2 separate regions of the Mus musculus genome follow, and region 2 is linked to region 1. Evidence: chromatin contacts called from public HiChIP or PLAC-seq data. All regions are on one chromosome and are shown on one strand. The core of a region is the stretch at or near the end of the contact, and the rest is flanking DNA. Distances in the headings are between cores, read along the strand shown.

Region 1 (7,548 bases), core at 2,455-4,954:
GACATATGCATGCTCATATATAAAACCTAATTCTATTTTTATGGAGCTTTGAAGAACTCATTTCAGTATATTCAAACCTTCTTCCCTGTTCCCTTCTTTCAATTCCTTTTCCTCACTACGAACAGCTTGACTGGGAGAAGCGTCCTAAGGATGAACAATGACAACAAAGGGAGCACAGAACATACATGGCTCTGGTGGGCCCACTGCTGGCACAGCCCAGAGTGAGGGGACATCACCGCATTTAGGCCTCAGCAAGGCAGGACAGCAGCGTGCAAACTGATAACAAGGCTTCATCTAGGCCTGGCTGGGGCAGTGCGCTCAGCATCTGCGTGCACGCGCTGGCTGGCTGCCTGCAGTCCCTAGGGCTCTCGGGGGTGCCCTGCTCCATGCTTAGCTCCATAAGCCCTTACTATTGTTACACACCTCAAGCAATGCTTCCCCACTATGGGTTCTTAATCCTCTTTAAAGCGATATATTTATGCCTCAGTAGGTCAGCGGTATTTATAGGGCAGGTTATGGGCAGCTGGCCCACTTGAAAACCCAACCGATTTGAGGTTTCTCGGTCAGAGACTACAAGTTGTGTTTCATTCATAGAATTCTCCCTTCCTCCTGGATACTGAAGATTGAACCCAGGACCCTCACACAGGCTAGGAAGAGCTCACTACCAAGTTAAGCCTCTCTCTCTCTCTCTCTCTCTCTCTCTCTCTCTCTCTCTCTCTCTCTCTCTCTCTCTCCAAAAGTTTCACTTAGGCCTCCAACATATACTTTTCTGTGCGTGCCTCCTAAGTGGCTGGGATTATCGACCTACATACAATTCTCTTCTTCTTACAATTACTTAAAAAATTTTTTTTATTTATGTATCTGAGTACACACTGTAATTGTGCAGATAGTTGTGAGCCTTCAAATGGTTGTTGGGAATTGAATTTAGGACTTCTACTCTCTCCAGTCAACCCCACTTGCTTCGGGGGTGGAGGGTTGTATAGCCCACAGGGAGGAGACAGCTTCAGTGAAGGCCAACCTGGCCAAGTGAGGATTACATAGAGAAAGAGAGACAGAGAGGACTGAGCCCCAGGGGAGAAGCACCCGGAGTGCTGAGCCTGCATCAGAAGAAGGAAATGAGCCAGATGACAAAGGAGAAGCACACGGAGCGACAGGTTGCAAGCACAATGGGTTGGGGGATCACTGGATTGATGGAATTAGTGTAAGTGAGTGAAGAAGAGGAGGCACGAGACAGACAGTCGAAGGAGCATGGGGGAGCCCCATGCTTTCACACTGCAGGGTGTTTGGGAGCCCTGCGGGCCTTTCTGGAACAGTGCTAGGCTCCACCGGAGCTTCCTGAGCCAGCTTACTGGGAGTGGACGCCTGAGAAGTTCCATGAGTAACAAATTCCCAGAGATGGCTGCTGTTGGGACCATGGGTGAATGGGGGAGGTGGCCACGCTCTTTAGAGCTAAGTGGGTAGAGGGCAGAAAGGTGGCTCAGTAGGCAAAAGGGCTGGTTGGCACAAACCTGGTGTTCTGAGCTCAGGCTGGCTGCAGTGGTATGTATCTGCTTTCCCGGCACTAGGAGATGGGAAGACAGGAGAGTCTTCTAGAAATTTGCAGGGATAGGAAACAGAACAGCAGAAATAAGAGAGACCCTAAGTCAACGAGGTAAAGGGAGCAGACAACTCCTGCAAATGCCCTCTGACCTCTACGTGCACACGCTGTGTACATGTGTGCCTGTACTCACACAGACCCAAAAGAATTAGCTAAGCAAACAAAAAACAACCGAGGAAGCCAAGGGCCCATGAGTTGGCATGGGCAGGGCCAGTCATTCACTTGGCAGTCATGGGAATGCTGCCTGAGTCAGGGACATCCCTGTTGAAGGACAGAGAGGGAAAAAAGTAAAACAGCAAGGCATGGCTTCAAAGGGACAGACATTTACATTCTTCCTCATTTTTACTTAGGTGTGTGTGTTTGATGGTATGTATATCAGGTGCCTGCAGAAGCCAGAAGAGGCATTGGAGCCCCCTGAAACTGGAATCACAGGCAGTTAGTTGTAAACTGTTCAGTGTGGTTAATGGGAACCCAACTCAGTCTCTTCAGAAGAGTAGAAAGGACTCTTAACTACTGAGCCATCTTCTCCAGCCTTGGGGCAGGTGGTTTGAGGAGGGACAGGGGCCATTGCAGACAACAGTGGGGCACAAGGAAAGCACCAGCCCAAACCTCAGGCCCAGAGAAATGTGGGACATGGGAGAAAACGTGTCTAGTCCTGGAAAGGATGACAGTGGAGGTAGAGGCCTTACCTGGAGACTAATGGTGAGATTCAAAGGAATCAGGGTGTCAGGTGACAAAGATCACTGAGCCATGAGGTCAGGCCAATTCCACAATGAGCATCCATCCCAAGGACAGGCTCACAAGTGTGCACTACTTCACACGGCTTAAAAACCAACATAGGTTCTAATGGGCTGGAGGTATTGCTCAGTGGTTAGGAGCTTGTTCTGCTCTTGTAGAGGACCTGAGTTCCGATATGAGCACACATGTTAGGTGGTTCACAACTGCCTGTGACTCCAGCTCCAAGAGATCTACCGCCCTCTTCTGGCCTCAGTGGGCACTGCACTCTCATGAGCACAACCCTCACCATACACACACACATACATTTTTAAAATAATAAAAACACATTTTTAAAAAAAATAAAATAAGCACAAATGTTGGAGAGATGGCTCAATAATTAAAAAAACACTTGTTCTTGCAGAGTACCCAGATTCAGTTTCCAGCACCCACATGGTGACTCACAATGAATTAACTCCAGTCTGGGGGACCTGACAACCTCTTCTGGCCTCTATGAGCACTGCACACATGTGATGCTACACACACACACACACACACACACACACACACACACTTCTTTACATAAAATAAAAATAAGATCTAGCCAAGCATGGTAGGAAACACCTTTAATCCCAGCACCCAGCATTTGAGAGTTAGAGACGACAGGTAGATCTCTGTGAGTTCAAGGCCTTTCTGGTCTACATAGTGAATTCAAGGCTAGCCAGAACTGCAACGTGAGAACCTGTCTCAAAAAATGAAATCTAAAAGATAGCATAAATATCTACTTTGGTTGTTTTTGTTATTGATGCGGTGGGAGTGGGAGTGTCCCCCTGTGTCAACAGGGCAACCCAGAGTGGTTTTGAACTCGAGACCCTTCTGCTTCTCCAGTGCTGGGATTATAGTCATGAGCAATGAATATGTACTTGATTCAGCATGTAATAACTATGTGCTTGGTCAACCTAGTGAATGTGTAACCGCTGCTTAAAGCAAGGTCATGTGGCCTTTAGTATCAGAGCCCTTGCAGACACTGTGGACCACTCTCCTGGGTCCTGCCCGCGGGTTAGTGCTCAGGAGTGGATGGGAGCAATCACGGAGAGAAGGGCTGGAGAGACGCATCTGTCCTTCAAGATTCAGGCATGGTCTGTAAGGGAGCTGCAGACACTGGTGGACCAAGAGCCCTGCCCCCACCCCACCCCATCCCCCAGGCTCTTACCCTCATAGCCTGCCTCTCACTGGACCTGTGGAGGGGCGAGGCAGAGGAAGCTTAGCTTTCTGGAGGTCAGACCTCCCCAGGAATCTCCTAATGGTCTTTACACCGCTAAGCTGCCCGGGGTCTGCCCCTCCCTTCTGGAGGTCCCTTCACAACCAATCAAGTTCAGTTTCCCCGAGACAGTGAAAGGGCTGCTCAGACCAAGGAGAGAGGAGCCTAAGGTCAGCGGAGGACTTGGAGGAGGTAGCGGGCCTGGCTGAGTCTCTTTCTAAAAGCCGGGATGGGGCAGCAGCTGAGCTGGGAAGAGGCGGAGGCGGCCGGGGAGATGGATGTGGCGGAGTTGCAGGAGTGGTACAAGAAGTTTGTCGTGGAGTGTCCCAGTGGGACGCTCTTCATGCACGAGTTCAAGCGCTTCTTCAAGGTCACGGGCAATGAGGAGGCCAGCCAGTATGTAGAGAGCATGTTCCGAGCCTTCGACAAGAATGGGGTAAGGAACCCAGCAGGGGAGGACCTGTGACCCACCCGTTCAGTGAGACTACAGTTCCGCTCAGCTGCCCTCCTCTCCATCCCTCCTGCCCCCACCCTCCCCGCCGCCCTCCATCATTCGTCCCTCCCTTCTTCTTACTGGCTCCTCACATCTTCCTGAGGGCCGAAGGTCACTGGCACACAGTCTGGGTTTTCTCTGGGCTTTTTAGGCCAAGGCTTTGCAGCAAAAGGACATGCTTTTACAAACCCGATAGAACCTCTGCTGCTCTCAGTACAAGGGAGAGAGAGATCCCAAAGCTCTCTTATCTCAGATCAAGAGCACCTTGCCAGGATCCTTCAGATGGCGGCTGCTCCGTTCTTCCCTCTGGGGGATGCTGGCAGGGGCTTCACTTGCCTGGGAGGAGAGTGGATAGTTGCAAAAGCACTTTCAAGTTTTTAAAAAATATATATGGAAGGGATAGCTGACAGTGTGTGTGTGTGTGTGTGTGTGTGTGTGTGTGTGTGTGTGTGTGTGTGTGTGTGTCTGTGAAGTTGTATAGGTACCCATGGAGGCCAGAAGGGGGCATCAGATACATCAGAGCTAGTTACACATATTTTCAAGCTACCCAATGTAGGGTGGGTGGGTTCCAAACACCAGTCCTCAGATAGACCAGTAAGTACTCTTAATTAACTACTGAGCCTTCTCCTCCATGCTTTAAGTCATGGGGAATTGCACAAATCAAATGCCTTCCAGTGGCACCGGCAGCCAAAAGGCACTGAATTACTTAATGCACAGATAATAATTGTGTGTGTGTGTGTGTGTGAGAGAGAGAGAGAGAGAGAGAGAGAGAGAGAGAGAGAGAGAGAGAGCATGCATCCTTCACGAATGGAGGGGTACACTTGTATGCATACGGAGACCAGAGATTGACCTCAGGTGTCAGTCCCTAGGGCGCAGCCAGCCTGTTTCTGTGACACCATCTCATTACCTAGAGCTCCAACCCCCTCCTGTGTCTATTCTCTCAGCACAGAGACAAACAGTAAGTAGGTGCCACTACAGACAGTGTTTGCAATGATTTTAAATCATATATAGGTGTGTGCATGTGCATGCAGTGCCTGAGGGGACCACAAGAGGGCAGTGTGGTTCCCATGAAACTGGGGTTTACAGGTGGTTATGAACTGCCCGCAGAGGTGCTGAGAAGAGAATTAAGCACCTGCCCTAACTGCTAAGCCTCCAGCCCTGCACCCCGCACCCCCACACCCAGCCTTTGATGTAGGAGCTAGGGAAGGAACTCAGGTCTTCACACTGGCATGGCCAGCGTCTAGTGGACGGAGCCACCTCCCCATTCCTAACTCATGGCAATGCCTTTGAGAAGCCCAGGTCCCTGTTCTCAGCGTCTCTCACTGTCTTCCCAAGTAGCTTGCTTCTCTCTTAATCCTAGGGCGTAAAATCTGTATTCAAATCTCTTAGACTTGAGCTTTGCTTCAGAGAAGTATTTTAATTCAGGGGCTGACGGCATGGCTGAGTGGTTAAGAGCACTTGCTGCCAGCACTCACATGATAGCTCATGACCATCTGTAATCCAGTTCCAGGGCATTCAGAGCCCACTTCTGACCTCCACAGGTACCAGGCACTCTTGTGGTACACATGTGTGCCGGCAAAACAGTTGCACACATAAAATAAAAAAATTAAAAAAAAAAAGAATTATATGGGAAAAAGGGCCTCATTTAAGAGTTTGTCTGGGCCAGTGTCCTGCAGTCCTTTTTATGGTATTGTGTTATGTTGAATTTTTCCCCTTCCCTTTCTCCCTCTTGCTCTGGGCCCATTCACGCCAGCCCCATAAGTTCTTTATTTGTTTCTCATTACGGATGGTTGTGATCCACCATGTGGTTGCTGGGATTTGAACTCATGACCTCCGGAAGAGCAGTCAGTGCTCTTAACCACTGAGCCATTTCAGCAGCCCGATTATTAGTATTAGTATTAGAATTAGAATTAGTATTATTTGAGACAGGGTTTTCCTATCTAGTCCTGGCTAACCTGGAACTCACCATGTAGACCAGGCTGACTTTGAACTCAGAGTTCCACCTGCCTCAGCCTCCTGAGTACTGGGATTAAATACAGGGAACACCACACCTGATGCCCCTGAGGCAGTATATAAATTGCTCTCTGAATTGAGGGGATACATGGGTAATTTGAAGAGACCGTGAGGACGGTGACCCTTGGTGGAGAAGAGCTTGTGCCACACCGACTCAGTGTGAATGCCACTTGATGGAGGGATCAGCCATGTCAGTGGGACCCCAGTCATGAGACACAGGGCACAGAGCCAACTCCAAACCTCCCAGATCCACCCCCTCCTCTTCTCCTCAAAGCTGTAGGAGCCTCACGAGGGAGTGGTGTCATCGATTTTTGTCTAAATTAAATTAAATGACGAGAAAACTGGGGTCATCTGGGTGTGACCCACAATGCTGTACAGCCTCTGGACAGCGTAGCTAGTGTGAGCCCAGCGCAGACAGACCCTGCTTCATCCAATCCAAGAAAGGAAGCCGATTCGCCCGAGTCAGATGTTCACGCCTGCATCTTTTTTTTCTTTTCTTTAATGTACATGGGTGTTTTACTTGCCTGTATGTAAGTCTGAAGATGTCAGATCCCTGCAACAGGAGCTACAGACAGTTGTGAGGTGCCCTGTGGGTGCTGGGAATTGAGCCTAGGTTCTCTGCAAGAGCCAGTGCTCTTACCGCTGAGTCATCTCCCCAGCCCATGTTTGTTTTGAGACAGGGTCTTAAGTCTGACCTAAAACTTGAGATTGCCCCTGCCTCCATCTATCTCCACCTCCACTCTTCCTTGCAATACCCTTCCTGACAGTAGCCTAGGAATGGGGGCGGGGAGGTTGTTTTTGTTTTTTGTTTTTGTTTTTGTTTTAAGAAGATGGGGGCTGGAGAGATGGCTCAAGATTCAGTGGACCCAGGTTTGAATACCAGCAACAACAAGGTGGCTCCCATCCATTCCAGTTTCAGGTGATCCAGTGCCCTCTTCTGACCTCTGTGGGCACCAGGCAGGTGCTGCTCCAAGAAGGAGTGATGTCAGAATGTGCCTCGCAAAGCTGGGGTCATTGTGGAAACTTAATTACGTTGAGAGAGGATACTCTAAGAATATATAATTAGGCCAGATAAGATATTATAAGAAACTCTGGACGAATGATGAACAGATCTCCAGTCCTGGTGGCTTGCCATCTCAGCTACTTGGAAGGGTGAGGTAGAGAGTGAGCAGGGCTCCAGGGGTGGGAACAGTGTGTCCAAAGACACAAAGGTCCCCAGGTATTGCAGGGAAAGGGAACACTTGAGTCTGGGGGACACAGTGTCAATAAGGTTCAACCCGCACTCTGGGGAGGTAAGGCTGGGAATAGGGGTGGGGGGCTCACAGCAAACACACTCAATGCAGGACAACACCATTGACTTCCTGGAGTATGTGGCAGCCCTGAACCTCGTGCTGAGGGGCAGCCTGGAACACAAGCTCAAGTGGACCTTCAAGATCTATGACAAGGACCGAAATGGCTGCATCGACCGCC
Region 2 (7,548 bases), core at 2,745-5,244, 270 kb after region 1:
CTGAATCCTTGGCTGCTCTTAGCTGAAAAATGGGTCATATTGTTTCCCATGTTTTGAAAGTTGAAAAGTTGTAGGAGTTTCACTGTTGTTGTAATATACTAATACTTTTCTGATTCTATACATTTTATAAAAATTGCTTTTTTCTTGCTGTGTATCAGCCCTTGCTCACAGATTGTTTCCCCTTGTAGGTAACAGAGAAGAGGAAACCCAGCCAGTGATAATGTGAGAATATGGAAGGCGATGGGAGCAGCTTGTTTAATGGGTAAAGAAGAACCTTACTGTGGGAAACCTTATTAATCCTGTCAGGGGAGGGAGTAGCCATGACCAGTGTCTCAGTGATGTTCTGAACTTTCGGTAAAGTCTTGGGTAGCTTGAAGTTTATTGATGGAGAGACTGTGCTTGCCATCGCCTGTCAAGAATGATTAGCCACCCCCTATTCTCTGAACACTGCCAGCTGCTGTGATAAAGGCTCACCATGGAGGTCTTGTTCACTTTAGCACTGTGGTATTCAAATAAAATTTCAAAAGTCCATAAATGTTTATTGTCCAGAACTCAAATATTGTAGCTAGCCCAAACTCTTCATGAGTTCTAGGTCCCTGTCAGGGTTTAGACGTTTATGTGGCATTTATGTGGGCAGCCTTCTTTGTCAAGGGCAGTGGTTCTCAACCTTCCTAATCCTCATGGTGTGGTGATCCCCAACAACAACATTATTTTCATTGCTACTTCATAACTGTGATTTTGCTACTGTCATGAATTGTAATGTGAATATCTGTGTTTTCTATTGGTTGTCCCCTAGGTTGAGAGCCGCTGGTCTAATGGTTGAAACTCTGAGCTTCAATGCAGGCCTACTTTGGGCCAGTTGGTTTCAGTGGCAGTGCACAGTGATGGTTTCCTTTCTCTCTTCTCATTCTCCATGCCCATTATTGTTTGAGAATCTTTCCTAAACACATTAACCGTGTCTTACAGGGGTTCCAGGAAGTGCTCAGACTTTCAGGGGTTGATGGGGTTGGCATTATTCTAATAGCAATATTGGAACATTGTTTTGTCTTCCATCCATATTCATTCCTGGGCAAGCAGTGTTTTTTCACAAGGCTCCTAACTATGAAACTGACTGGATGCGGAAGTAGATAGAAGAACCTGTCTCTTCCATAATTAATCTTGGACATTAAAAAGATTTGTAGAAAAAGTAGAGGCTACTCTTCAGTGCTGTAAGCCCAGTGTGGGCAGGAGGCAGGAGCCGTGTTCCTTGTGTGGTGTGTTCCTAGCTTCGGAAAGCACTTCCAGATGGTTTTTATTTTATGAACTTATCTGAGCATCTACTATGCTGCAGCCTTATATGTTATTATGTGGTAGGGGCTGGAAACAAGAAAAAACCTTGCTAGAGCCCATGTCATTTCCAGCCTTTGAGTTTGTTGCCCCAGGCATAGCCCCCTTCCCAGAGGAATCTGAGTTAACTGTGTGTGTGTGTGTGTATGCGCATGCGCATGTGCATGTGTGCGGGCTCGTGCAGTGTCTCATTATGTGTCCTAGACTAGCCTTGAGCTCCTAATCCTCTGTAGTGTATACTACTGTGCCTGGCCATCACTGTGAATTTGTGACTCTCATTTCCCGGTGCTTGGAGGATAGTGTGGCTTGACATTTTGTGATTTTTTAAAAATTCTTTTTAAAGGACAACAAATGACTTTGAAAGTTTAGTATTCTAATGGACATGCCACTCTCTCACCCCTGAGTACAGCAATAGAGATGAGTCTGCCAAGAATTTCTCTATCTGATTGGATCTCATTTGTTTTCAAAATTAGGGCCAGTTTTGCCAAGATGTTTAAAGGAAATAAAATACCAGTTAGTTTTCAACTTATTCTACTGCTTTTTATTATTTGAAGAAAAATGTACTTGCATATATGAGATTTTCTTTGCATGGTGAGTTGCTCCCAAGACCCTGTAATTTCCTTAAGAGACTTTTATATAGAAAGAGATTACTTGGTTCATTAGATTGGGTCACTTACTAATCATTTGAAGGTTAACTAATGCAGCCATCAGACTCCTCCTGCTCATCAGCTACGTGTCTAGCTGGTATTCCCCAGCTCCAGCCATTTCTAAGCACAGACAGTCGAGAATATCATTTGAATACTAATGGGAAAAGAAGCTGACATTCAAAATGGGAATGACTATAGACTTTAGTGGTCATTTTAACCTTAAAATCACTTTAACAGTTGCTTTTTTTTTTTAACCTGACATTTGGCCTCCCTTTCTTTGATTTTTGAGATGCTTTTTAATTAGAGAACTCAAATGGCTACTTGTCCACTCCTAAATGCTCCCCGTCAGCTGACTCACTCTTAGCTGTGCTTATAGTTCTAAGAACTGGAATGCCCAGCTGACTTCTGCTTAAACAGACATAGTCACACCAGGCATGATGGTGCACGCCCTTAATCTCAGCACTTGGGAGGCAGAAGCAGAGGCAGAGGCAGGTGGATTTCTGTGACTTCAGAGCCAGGCTTATATACAAAGTGAGTTCTGGACATCCAGAGCTGTTAAACAGGGAAACTGTCTTAGAAAAGCAGAGGTGGGGGGAGATGGAGAGAGAGAGAGAGAGAGAGAGAGAGAGAGAGAGAGAGAGAGAGAGAGAGAGAGACTTGAGTACTCAAAGCTCAGCACTCAGGAGCAGGGATTTGAGAGAGATCTCTGTCCTGGTTGGGTATTTTGTCAGTTTGACACAAGCTACAGTTTTCTGGGAAAAGATATCTATTCCTCTGATTTACATCTGATTTTGACATAAATAAGGTTTTAAGAGAATGGCAGGGGGCTGGAGAGGTGGCTCAGTAGCAGAGTTCTTGTTTAGTATACAGGGTCAGTGGTTAATCTTCGCACAATAAAGGGATGGAGGGAGACAAAGAAAACATGGAGGGGACAGAGGAGAGGGAGAGTGAAAATGAAAGAGAAAGAACATATGTGAGTGAATTTTATCCCTTGATGCTGACTGGTGTTCAGTCAGGTGAACCAGTGCTGGAAACAGTATACAAGTATTGAATTAAGGGGAGACGGAATTGCTTTATTAGTTTATTTTGTTTTGTTTTTGTTTTTATTTTTTATTTTTTACACTCCATATTTTATCCCCACCCCCCCACCCCACCCCACCCCACCCCGTCCCTCCCAGGTCCCTTCCTTCCTCTGCTCTTGTGATTGCTTTCTTCCAGAATACTCAAGATACCGTCCACAGAACTCAAAAAGGTCCACAAGCTGAGGTGCCCACGTGAGGATGCCTCAGTTTCACTTGGGAGGGAGAAGAAAGCAATCACCAGTGCGGTTTTTGTTTTTTTAGATAGAGTCTCTATTGTGTAGCTCTGGCTGTTCTGGACAGAGATATATAGAAAGGGCTGAGCTCAGACTCACCGGAGATCCACCTGCCTCTGCTAGGGTTAAAGGCTGGGGTTAGCATACTAAGTAGAAGTGGGAATTTTAATAGGTGTGAATTTTTTGCTTGGGTGAAGATGAACATGTCTTTGACATTTGTCTGAATATCTTATAATTACATCATATGCTACATGTTCTAGAGAACAATCCTATAGTTATATCATCTGCTACATGTTCTAGAGAATGGATTTCAGTTGTCACAAGGTTTACTGCTATGCCACTGGTCATCTTATTTTTATTAATTAATTTTGAGATAGAGTTTCTCTGTGTAGCCCTGGCTGTCCTAGAACTCGCTTCTCTTCTGACACTTTCAGAACCAGAAGCTGTATGGGCAGCAAGATGGCTCAGCAAGTATGAGTGCTTGCTGCAAAGCCTAACAACCTGAGTCTGATGACCCAGAACCCACACTGGGGAAGGAGAACTGACTCCTTCAAGCTGTCCTCTGACTTCTACATGTTGTAGCACACACATACACACACACACACACACACACACACACACACTCACTCACTCTAGAGGTGTCAGCCTAAAGCTCTCTGGCATGCCTGGTTCATGACTGAGCCTGGTGCAGTTCCGGGTTTGACTGCCTTGAGAGCACACCAGGGACTTGGCTTGCTGGAACTATAAACCTGCTCTCTGGAAGCCCTCAAGCAGCTGCTCTGTCCCTTCTGAGCAGATCTGTGAGAGCTGCGCTCGCTCCCTCCCTCCCTCCATGTGAGCCGCTGTGCAGTGTGCTCACTTGCTCTTTCCTACACTAGAACCCTACAGGAGCAATTAAAAAGAATTCTCAAAGACAATAATATAGTAGGGCTGGAGAGAGCTCAGTACTTACTGCTCTTGCAGAGAAGCCGGCCTCAATTCCCAGCACCCATTCGGTGGCTTACAACCATCTGTAACTTCAGTTCCACTGGATTCAACAGGTACATAACATGCATGCAGGCAAAACATCCATACATATAAATTAAATTTAAAGAAAATCTTTTTTTTTAAAAATGAAAGCAATATAATAAAAAAATTGAAAACTCTAATGGGTGGGAGGTACTTTTTTTTTAGTGGTGCAGTCAAATAAATTCCCTTCACCCTGCAAACAACCCTAATGAAACTCTGAGTCACCACAAAAGTAAAAGGAAATGGAGCAGGAAATGGGGCTGGTTAGTTGGGTAAATACCTGTGGACACCTATCCTCTTAGTAATAAGACTAAGTTAAAGAATGCAGATGTAGAGAGTCACATCTGATCCTTTGCAAGTAATGACAGTCACTGACCAGCAGTTGCTGTGCAGCCAACAGATCCTCACCAGCTATACATCCCAGCCTAAGACTTACAGCCACTGGCCTCACATTGCCCACTTGGCACAGCTTGCCCCTGCCATCTTGTTCAGAAAGAAAGTAGCCCCCCCACCCCACCCCCAAGCCGGGCGTGGTGGCGCACGCCTTTAATCCCAGCACTCGGGAGGCAGAGGCAGGTGGATTTCGGAGTTCGAGGCCAGCCTGGTCTATAAAGTGAGTTCCAGGACAGCCAGGGCTATACAGAGAAACCCTGACGAGAAAAAAACAAAAAACAAAACAAAACATAAAAAAAGAAAGTAGGCCCCCTACGTGAATCTGCTCCTGTGATTCTGTCCCCAGCAGAGCTATGCTTTTTGAAGTTACATTTCAGTGTGTCTTCAAAGTCTTTCTTGGGCAAACTCTGCTTGATTTTCCCCTGTTCACCCAGCAGCTACTCGGCCATGTGAAGCAGAGACTTTCAGAAAGGGCATGAAAATGGCTGCCAACATGTCTGAGCTCAGTACTGCAGGTCCTCAAAGCCTCCGGTTGTGCAAGCAGACAGTTAAAGCCATACCTCAATGGCATGGTAGGTTGTGTGGAACTAAGTGGTTGGGCTTCATTTGACGAGAACTAGCCACAACCCAGAGTAATCATTTTCCCAGACATACTTTGTCTGTTACCTGTATCATTTGACCAGAAACGAGGGGAGTTTGTGTCTGCCCAAAGGACCTTACAGGAGCCAGGTAGGCTAGGTTTGTTCACAGTGACTTCTGATCTGAAGGGAGGCCTAGTATCAGTTGATAAAACAACTTTTCTGAGCTCTGTTGGTGCCAGGAATTGCTTGAAGCATCTCTTACCTGTTAACTCATTAAATAGTGCAGTGATTCCATGTACACTCACAGAACGGTTCTGCTTCCTGGGGAAACTGAGGTCTGAAGACACCACTTGTCAGTCACACAAAGCTAACAGGAAAGACTGATTCCCGAGCCAGCTAGCTTGGCTTGACCTAATGGCTGTACTGGTGCCTGTTAGTGACTGCTAAAATCTTCTCCATTAATATTTTATTGTTGTACGAACATAAACAAATTTTTTAAAGTAATTTTAGTGAGGAAGTAATTGTATACAAAAGAAAAGCTTGCATGGGAGGCTCTCAGGGCTCTCCAAGCTTGCTGCTGCTGCTGCTGCTGCTGCTGCTGCCGCCGCCACCGCCTTTTTTTTTCTTTTTTTCTTTTCAAGACAGGACTTCACTATAACTCTGAGTGTCCTGGAACTTGCTATATAAAACAGGCTAGCCTCGAAACCTGTCTGCCTCTGCCTCCTGAGTGCTGGAGTGAGAAGTATGAATTACCTCGCCCAGCTTTTTTTTTTTTTCCATTTATTTTGCAATTTGTGGGTGTGTACGTATATGGATTCGTGAGGTCAGAGGGCAACAGCAGGAGTTGAGGATCTCCTCCTGTCACGTGACTCCCAGGGGTTGAACTCAGGTGTTTCAGTTTGTCAGCAAGCCTTTACCCCTGAGCCATCTCATGAGCCTGGCTTTGTTATTCTTTTGAGTCAAGAAGCAACTGTATATTTAGCATAATAAAAATGTGAGCTATGATAATAAATATACCTGTTTATCCACACATAAAACAAGATAATAGTAGTTCTCTATTCCAGCAGCCACATCCATGTCAAAGTGCTAACAAGTCTGTCTGTCCACCAGGACTGTTCTCAGCTGCTTTGACCTGTGGTTTGAGGGGTCTGTCAAGTACATGCACACTCTGTTGTGTGTGCTCGTGCACATGCCCGCACACACAAAAACACACAAAAACACACGCACCCTAAACTGTAATCTACTCTCTTCACCATGAAAACAAATATAATGAGATCTGACGCATGCCCTCTTCTTGTGTGTCTGAAGACAGCTACAGTGTTCTTACATATAATAAATAAATAAATCTTTAAAAAAAATGGTGGAAATAAAAATCTCTTTCTTAAAGAACCGGTATTTCCCAAGAGCAGACCTGATAGGATTCACTCTGGTCAGTTAAATTATTATTCTGAAGACTAGTGGTTAGTTCATTATTCATCTGTATTTGTGTGATCGGACGCCATTGGAGTTAGGATGAATAACTTTGGACCAAATGACCTCTGTCTGAAGTGATAGCATGATCCTATCCATTCAGCTTTTCACTTTTTAGATTAAGTAAACTCAGAGGTCTCAGGCAAGTGTGCATGCATATGTGAGTGCCAGGGGAGTCTCTTCAGCCCCTCTCTGCTGTCTGCCTTGGTTTTGAACAAGCATGGTGCTCACTGAGCAGGCTGTCTGACTGTGAGCCTTAGGGGTCCTCTTGTCTCCTCCTCTGAAGTGCTGGGACTACAAGCGCATCTGGGGATCCAACGCGGGTCTGTGTGCTTGTACAAAAGCACTCTGCTGCCTGAGGCATCTTCCCCAGCCAGGGCACAGGGTTTATTTGTGTAGTTTAAAACATTTTGTTCTCTTCAGAGATCTGCCCTTGAATTTACAAAGATAATCTGCCTCTGCCTGTGCTGGGACTAAAGGCACATGTGTGCCACCATGCCTAGCTTAGAGTCCTCTCTTATAAATATTTCATTGTTTATAATTCATGCATCAGTATTTTGTTGGCTTTTACTTCTTGGCGGTAAAGCAATACATTCTACTACTGTGGACATTGCTGCAAATATATTTCTGAGACTCCTGCTTTAAAATTCTTGAACTCGACTGGGGAGATGGCTCAGTAGTTAAGAAAGAGCCCTTTCTACTCTTCTAGAGGACCAAGTTCAGTCCCTAGCACACATACTTGGCGAGGGGGTGCTCACAATTGCCTGAAACTTCATTTACAAAGAGTCCTTACCCTCTTCTGGCCTCT

What was found. HiChIP or PLAC-seq counts read pairs in DNA pulled down with a chosen protein or histone mark.
Region 2: an HNF4G HiChIP or PLAC-seq map of pancreatic cancer cells shows a contact between it and region 1. The contact joins the enhancer-like site here to the promoter of Guca1b in region 1. A contact is called at or near these places in 10 of 39 promoter capture datasets (the 3T3-L1 cell line, cranial neural crest, embryonic stem cells and 7 more), 1 of 484 Hi-C or Micro-C datasets (stem cell-derived neural stem cells), 2 of 115 datasets of contacts at active chromatin or transcription factors (microglia and pancreatic cancer cells) and 3 of 9 other capture datasets (adipose tissue, liver and pancreatic islet).

Annotation. Positions count from the first base shown.
Region 1 is chr17:47,381,689-47,389,236 of GRCm38.p6, forward strand. Guca1b (guanylate cyclase activator 1B) reads left to right here and starts at 3,705. Exons shown (of 4, transcript NM_146079.1): 1 at 3,705-4,008; 2 at 7,422-7,548. The coding sequence starts at 3,802.
Region 2 is chr17:47,649,762-47,657,309 of GRCm38.p6, forward strand. The region is part of intron 3 of Gm20517 (predicted gene 20517); the gene reads left to right. It overlaps Usp49 (ubiquitin specific peptidase 49), which reads left to right. Exons shown (of 7, transcript NM_198421.2): 2 at 189-262. Among named protein-coding and RNA genes, the nearest start is that of Usp49, 23 kb to the left of the region's middle. Within about 2 kb of position 3,995, at least 21 of the 459 cell types and tissues checked have an H3K27ac peak or open chromatin away from gene starts, as enhancers often do. A contact at or near this core is called in pancreatic cancer cells, where this site is marked.